2 separate regions of the Capra hircus genome follow, and region 2 is linked to region 1. The links are chromatin contacts, called in public Hi-C maps. All regions are on one chromosome and are shown on one strand. Each heading gives the region's core, a stretch centred on a gene start, on an enhancer-like site or on the middle of the called end of the contact. The rest is flanking DNA. Distances are from core to core; before and after follow the strand shown.

Region 1 (3,964 bases), core at 962-3,461:
GACTAGGGATCTGAGCCAACAGTCCTTTGGCCAGAGCTCTTTGGCCAAACAGGACAGAAACATTGGTCTTCCTAGTGCTGAGTCACCACCATCTGCTGACCTTTCCAGCCACGGGACTCTCCTGGGTGCTGGGGATTCCCTACCTCAAAGCCCAGGGCCTCTGAGAAATTTTGATTGCATTATCTCCTACTGAGAAAGGGGTGGTCTTACCAGAGTCCAGTAGGCATGTTTTAACCTGTCTTGTTGCTTTAATAGTCTCCCATAACAACTCATTCCTATACCTCCCAGCCAGGAGGACCAAGTGGAGGCTGAGATTCAGCCTGGGTTTGGAATCAGAACCCTCCAGAGTATCCCCCCTCCACTTGAGCAACTGGCTTATTGTGTGATCAAACCCAACTTGAATCTGAAGTCAATCTCCTGACCCCAGGTTGTGGTGAAGGAAAGTGCAGGGTTTATTGCAGGGCACCAAGAAAGAAGTACAGGTGGCTAAAGCTCAAAACCCCCAAACCCCACGATGGCTTTCAAGGAAAGATTTTTAAAGAAAGGGTGAGGGAGAGGGTTGCATGGTATATGATCAACTTGTGGACATTCTGATTGGTTGGTGGTGAGATAATCAGGGATTAACATCATCAACCTTCTGGTTCCAACCAGTCTGGGGTTATGCGCTTGTGGTCAGCATGTAGTTAGCATCTTCCATCTGGTGGGGGTTTCAGTTATCTGTGAAATAGCTCAAGGACATGGCTCAGAACATGACCTATAGCCCTTGAGGAGGGACTAAGTGTCCTTGACTTTGTTTAATTGCTAAGCTAGTGTTATTTTGTCTTACTTGACTGTTTTCCTTGATTTTTGCATTTTCTCACTTCTCTAATTAAATTTGTTATTTGGGAAAGTCTAGGAGGCTGAAGTTTTTCTACAGCTGAGAGGCAGGTAGAGGACATGTTGTGGGGGGTCTTCCCAGGAAGGCCCCATTGGGTCCTGCTTGGTTATAATCCCCCCTTTTTTTTGATACTCCTCAATCTGGAAGGGTAACAGGTGTAGGACAAGAAAGGGGATGAAATTTTGGATAAGGAGGTTAACCATAAGCTTGGCAGAAGAACTCAGTTTTAGGGGAATTCAGTTTTAGTTGCTGCCCCTTTCTGTCTCTGTGCCAAACTTTCCACAGGTCCTTCCTTGCCTCCCACAGTGCCCTCTCTCTATCTCCCACTGCCCTTTCAGAACCAGCTCAGATACCACACTTCTGAAGCCTTCCCTAGTGTCTGCACACAGGAAAGTTTGTTTCCCTCCCCCGATTCATGGGACCATGCAGGTGGCCTTTGGTAGAGACAGTCAGTGCGTTTCTCTCCTCTTTCTCCAAGGGCCCAGGACCCCTCATCTCTGAGTGTGCTCCATCACAGAACTCTCAAACCGTCCGTAAGCGTTGAATGAATGGGTGGAGATCTGTCACTGGCTCCTCCACCTCTATCTACCATCTTTTCTGGAGGAAAGGCAGTTTGTTCGTGTATTTCTGAGTAAGAGGTTCGAGAGGGAGCCAGGGAGAAATGTTCAGGGTAAATCCTGCCCCTCCCCCATCCTACCCCAAGATCTAGGAGAGCAGAATCTTATCAGGATTAGGGTCAAGGGCACCCAGTCAGGGTGATTTGAAAATGACAGAGCGATTAACTGATCTGGGCAGGAGGAAGGGGGCAGAAATCTTTGCCAGCAGGGTCTGGGCCCTGGAGGAATTTGTTGGCCTGCAGACATGGGGGAAGGGAGAAGTCAGTTTCCAGATGAGGCCAGGGAGGCTCCATCCAGGTGTGTTCCAGCTTCTTCTGGCTTTCTAGGGCCAGAGATGGAGGTAAATACAAGGAGCCAGGGTGCTGGGCAACCTCCAAGGGGGCCCCCTTTGACCCTAGAACCATGTTTCCAAATGGATAAAGCTCAGGGACAGAGTCAGTTCAACCACTAGTCAAATGTCCTAGTTAATTACCTACTTCCTTCTCTTCAGTCCACGGGAAGCCTAGGGTCCTGGGATGGGCACTGGCTGGAGACAGTGTGATGGGGATTCATTGGCATCCCTGGAGTCTTGAAACTGGACGAACAGGAAGCATCCTGTTTAAAACTGAAACAATCTCACACCTTTTGTGAAGTACCAAGGAGGAGGTGGTGGAGCCTGTGGTATGTGGGAGGAGCTATGAGGTACTGGACCCACCTTCCCACCCCCTGAGCTCGGCCCTCACCCTGAGGACCCTCCCTCCTTAGTCATCTTCACACCTGCCTCAGGGATATAGCAAGTTGTCACTCAGCTTAGCTCAGCCCAGGAGCTGAATCTGTCTCCATCTCTTCATTTTGATGGCAGCCTGGGATTGTTTTCCTTCAGAGATCATCTCTTGGAAGGACACCAGCTCTTATTACATCTCCCAGCTTGCCTGGAGGCCAGCTCAGCTAATCCAGCATCTTTGGCTACTGGATTTGCTTCTGGCCTGCGAAGCAACCTCTGGCACCAGTTGGGTGGGAAGACGGACAAAATAATTAAGCCCCATGAGTTGAAAGGAGAATTAATTCCCCTGTACAGGCTTTTGTTTCTTCTCTTCCTGGGTAACTTCAGATGTGTTAATCCAGGACTGTTCTTTTTTTCTTTTGTAACAGGTTTAATTTATAGCAGCACTGTTATTTTTTTTTTAAACTACAGTTTTTCATTAGAATGTAGTCCATGTGACTTTATAACACTAAAGATATTTCCCTTGTTTATGGTGAAAATGACTTAACTATATGAAACCCAGTTTTGCCAAGAGGAATAAAAGATCACCCCTAATCTTACTACAAATTCACTGGATCCGGTTTCTGTGTTTTTCCTTCTAGTTTTTCTCTGGATGCGTATTTAATTGTATGGGAATATGACTCCAACACCGAGAAGGCAATGGCAACCCACTCCAGTACTCTTGCCTGGAAAATCCCATGGATGGAGGAGCCTGGTAGGCTGCAGTCCATGGGGTCGCAAAGAGTCGGACACGACTGAGCGACTTCACTTTCACTTTTCACTTTCATGCATTGGAGAAGGAAATGGCAACCCACTCCAGTGTTCTTGCCTGAAGAATCCCAGGGACGGGGGAGCCTGGTGGGCTGCTGTCTCTGGGGTTGCACAGAGTCGGACACGACTGAAGCAACTTAGCAGCAGCAGCAGCAGTCTGAGAGTGTTGGCTACCCAGGTGGCTCAGTGGTAAAGAATCCACTGAGGAATCCAATGCAGGAAACGTGGGTTAGATCTCTGGGTTGGGAAGGTCCCCTGGAGGAGGAAATGGCAACCCACTCCAATATTCTTGCCTGGGAAATTCCATGAACAGAGGGGCCCGGTGGGCTGCAGTACATGGGGTTGCAAAAAGTCAGACACAGCTGAGTGACTGAGACATAGGAAGCAATCTGAGAGTGTATGTATAGCCCCACCTTGCTACATGTTCTTTCTTACCAGCATTAACTCGGAAAATACTTTCAGTATCATTATTTACTTAGCCAACCTCCTCTGGCTAGAAATTTCCTGGGCTCTGTCAGTCCCTGGGGGTCAGGCAGAATGAGCTAGCTTCAGAGCAGAGTTCAAAGGACTCCAATGAGCCATCTTATGCTCCTCTGCCCCCTGGCCCTGGGCCTGACTCCTGCCAGTCAGTTACTGCCATGCTCAAGTACCCACTGAAAGGAATGCCTCACTCATTGCTCTGTAGGGAGAAGGCCTTTCCAGGGCACATTTTTGCAACGTCTTTGATTCATGCAGGTGTGCATCCGCTGGGCTCTGACCATTTGGACAGACATCTCCTTTACCAGACAAAAGGCAAGGGGCCATGTCGTGTTGGATCTTTATTACTGGTGCCCAGGACTTAGTAGCAGCAGCAGGAGGGTTCTTGGAACATAACAGATTTCAGCAGCTGTTTGTCAAGTGAATGAAAATCAAAAGAATGATTCACAGCTCACGAGGAAAAATGTAAGTCTCCAGTCC
Region 2 (3,964 bases), core at 807-3,306, 82 kb after region 1:
TGTAGGCCAGCATTGTTGATTAATGGGGACCCCGTTCCTACCTCCTCGTGGTTCTTCTTCAGGTAGGCCAGCTCCTCAGTGAGGCTCTCAATCTGCATCTCCAGGTCAGAGCGAGTCATGGTTAGGTCATCCAGGACTTTCCGCAGGCCATTGATGTCAGCCTCCACGGTCTGCCGGAGATGCAGCTCATTCTCATATCTGGAAGAGTACAGTACAGCCCATTTCAAAGAGTGCAGTGCCTGCTCACATATGCAAGAAAATGTTTTCTCCCCTGAGCGATTTGATCAATGAACGATGTTTTCTCTTGGGAGTTTTCCCCTTGTAAAGCAAAACCTGAACCGTACATTAACTCTATTGATGGCCAATATTTTTGATAGCAAAATTTCATCCTGAAATTGCCTTCATTCTGTTCTTGTTTGTGGAACGAGGGTTTTGTAAAATGTACCCTTGTGAATTTAGGTCTTGATCCCCTAGAAGATTGCTTTAAAATTTAGAATAAATTAAGCCAAGGGATTGAATTTTATTTTCCTACAATGCTTGCTTTCAAGTCTTCACTTTTCTTACTTTAGTCTGAAATCATCAGCAGCCAGCCTGGCATTGTCAATTTGCAGAATGATCCCAGCATTTTCAGTGGTGGCAGTAATGATCTAGAAAACACAATAATAGTGAATAAATCATGGTTGCTTTTTTTTTTTTTTAAACCTATGTCTACATGTCCATCTGTGAGAGTAGATGTCTCCTGAGTTAACCTTTAAAGGTGAGTTGCTTTGAAAATTTGCTTAGTAATGACACCTGCGTTGATGACCCTAATGTACTTAGACTAACATCCTTCTGTAAAAATTAGCAGCCTGCACATTTGCTGGAATGAGCATGTAACATTGTTTCACAGAACACAATTCTCTACATATTTTTGCTGTTTTGGAAGATCAGTTATTCTATGAGCTTTTTCAGAAAATAATGCGAAACATGAATTTCACTTCCAAAAGAGTCTTTAAAAATATATTTCCCATACAACTATGTCTAAGCATGTTAGACTCCATCACATTCTCATACAATATTTGCACCAGGTTTTCTAGGAAGAAAAATGGCTGTAAGGCTATTTAAATCTAGTAAGAGGCCAAAGGACATCAACCTGCCAGAATTAATCATGATGAAAAATTAGAGGAAGCTAGTGTCGATTTATTGCCATCACTCTTAGGTTAATTAGCTGCCTGGCATTGTGTAAATTCTACTCTTTTGTGGAAACACTCAAATGTGAGATGCAAACAAAATTAGTATGTTTGGATGTCTTGTATTCAGTGTCACAGTTAAAGCACTCCACATCCCGTTTTACACATACAACAAAGCAAATATGTTTTCAAATAATACTGTGACTTAAAGTCATCATTCATGATCTGAATAAATGGGAAAGATACAGAAATAATAGAAACTCAGCATGGCTAGTGTCTCACCTGATTCTTGAGATCGTCAATGACTGGATAGTATTTGCTGTAATCTCTTCCAGCTCCACCATCCCTAGACCCGGGCCCAAATTTCTCATACCACTCCTTGATTTTGTTCTCCAGGTCAGCGTTGGCCTCTTCCAGGGCTCTGACTTTATCCAGGTAATTGGCCAGCCGGTCATTGAGGTTCTGCATGGCTTGCTTTTCACCTCCAGAGAAAAGCCCCCCGTCACCAAGGCCACCACCCACGCCACCACCCACGCCACCACCATAGCTGTAGAAACCTCCACTAGTGCCTCCACCGTATCCCGCACTCCCGCTGAAGCCAGAACCCCCACCAAAGCTAGAGCCCCCACCAAAGCTAAGGCCCCCACCAAAGCCAATCCCAGAACCTGAAGCTCCTCCAAAGCCGCCCCCTATTGAGCAGCTACCAAACCCCCCTCCAAAGCCTCCGCTTGCGCCCCCACTCAGGCCATAGCTGCCGGCGCCTCCTCGGAAGCTCCTGGCAGAGCCTCCCCCGAGACCAATTCTGCTTCCGCTGCTGCCACCAGCAGACACTCTGACCGAGCTGCTGCCTCCAGCCCTGGAGGAGGACATGCGAGATGAGCAAGACATAGCGTTCCTGCGAAGGTCTGGCTTGTCCAGGTGAGTAGGAGAGGTGATCGTGAAGAACCTATTTGCAGGCTGCCTTTTGGACCCTTATATACACACTTTTAGGGTGTTCCTTTGCCGTGTCACTTCTTAATCCCTGTAACACATTTGCTAATCTGCAACTGGATGATTTTTTTCCCTCTGAACCCACTCTACTGGCTCATTCTCTGAAGCTAGGTCAGAGCCTCCGGGCCTCTACTAAATTAAGAAAAGAAATAAGGTGGAGCAAAGCAAAAAAATTTTTTTCAGAATTACAGTTTTAATCTTTCAGAGGTTTGGTGACTGATAACTCTTTTCTGAAAGAGCAATTGTGTTAAATTTGCTTCATGATTTCCCAATTGCAGGATATATCCCCAGATTAACAGGTGTAATTAAAATATACTTAATATGAGGAGAATGAAAATTTCCCATCAAACTTGTGACTTTTTGTTCATATTGTTCTCTTTAAGTTGAAATGAGCTCTAGCACCAGCATTTCTTTCAGGTTTGATTGCCCTTCTCTGATTGTTTCAATTGCCTATTTCTAAGGTTTTTGAAGTTTGTGACTTAAGATGACTGTCTTTCTTTGCATAATATTTTGAGATCGAATTAGATATTTTTACTGTTACTAAGAAACTCGGAAACAATAGTGTTCCACATTTATATGTGTGCATTATTAGATCTTAATGACGTTTATTTGCTCAAAGAAAGTCTAAGAAAGATTGAGAAAGTGTTGAGGCAGATTGTTTTAGTATCAGATCAGAGTTAGTGGTGTGATGCTGTGCTGCAAAGATGCTTTTCTTTCTGATTGAACTAGAGTATGATATAATGATACTGGTGACTTAAAAAATAGTCACAACCTAGAAGCTGAGAGTTATGTTTTGTTCCCAGGCTTCAGGTCCTAAAAATTCCCACCAACTAAAGCATGACTGTCTACTTCTAGGTTGTGACTACTTTTTTAAAGTCAACAACATCAACTTCCTTCTTTAGACTCAGATCTTAAGAACTGAAGAGAGAATGTTGATTTTGTTGATAACTAGAGAAGAGGATCTGAATCCCTTCTTTTAAAATTTATTTATTCATTCATTCATTTATTTTTGGCTGCACCATGAGGCACGCAGGATCTTAGTTCCCCAACCAGAGAGCAAACTGTGTCCCTTGCAGTGGATGTGCGGAATCTTAACCACTGGACTGCCAGGAAATTCCCTAAATTTACTTTATTTTTTATTTTATTAAAATTTTTTTTACGTGATTCACTTTTGATTCAGTGTTAGGCTTGGAGTTGTTTTGCGGGTACCCAAATCTGTAGTTCACAGTCAACTCTCTGCTCAGGTTTTTTCTGTTTTTGTTTGAAAGATAGTTAGAAAAGAGGACCTAGATCCACTTCTGATAACTAACGTTATGGTTGAGATCATATTTCATAGATACTGAAATCTAGAATCCTCCCCCGTTGTTCACTTTCTGCTTCCTGTTTTTCTGTCCCTTTGTTCTTTAGATTATTTCCATTTGCCTCTGCTACTAGTTTCTCTGGTTTGAAAGTGTTTTTTTTTTTTTTTAGATAAATAATGCATGATTCTATTTATATGAGGTACCTGGTGTAGTCAAATTCAGAGACCAAAAATAGAGTGGTTGTTACCAGGGACTGGGGGAGGGGAAATTAGTTGTTTAATGGGTACAGGGTTTTAGTTTTGCAAGAGAAAGGAGTTCTGGAGGTTGGTCACATAATAATGTGAATGTACATAACATTCCTGAACTGTACACTGAAAAATCATTTAGATGGTAAATTTTACGTTATGGACATTTTGCAGCATTTTTTTAAAAGTGGTTTTTTGGGGGAAGATATAGATGCTTTCAAAAATATTTCTTGGCTTGCTGAGCTTTAGGCCCAAGTCG

The links. Hi-C and Micro-C count contacts between places; a contact is called where the count stands out from the background.
Region 2: a contact with region 1 is called in a Hi-C map of blood, with 2.4 times the contacts expected there. The contact joins the promoter of KRT24 here to the enhancer-like site in region 1. A contact is called at or near these places in 2 of 5 Hi-C or Micro-C datasets (both in blood).

The regions. Positions count from the first base shown.
Region 1 is chr19:40,467,585-40,471,548 of ARS1.2, forward strand. No RefSeq gene overlaps it. Among named protein-coding and RNA genes, the nearest start is that of CCR7, 34 kb to the left of the region's middle. Within about 2 kb of position 2,212, at least 1 of the 5 cell types and tissues checked has an H3K27ac peak or open chromatin away from gene starts, as enhancers often do.
Region 2 is chr19:40,550,179-40,554,142 of ARS1.2, forward strand. KRT24 (keratin, type I cytoskeletal 24) reads right to left here and starts at 2,057. Exons shown (of 8, transcript XM_005693787.2): 1 at 1,452-2,057; 2 at 565-647; 3 at 42-198. The coding sequence starts at 2,057.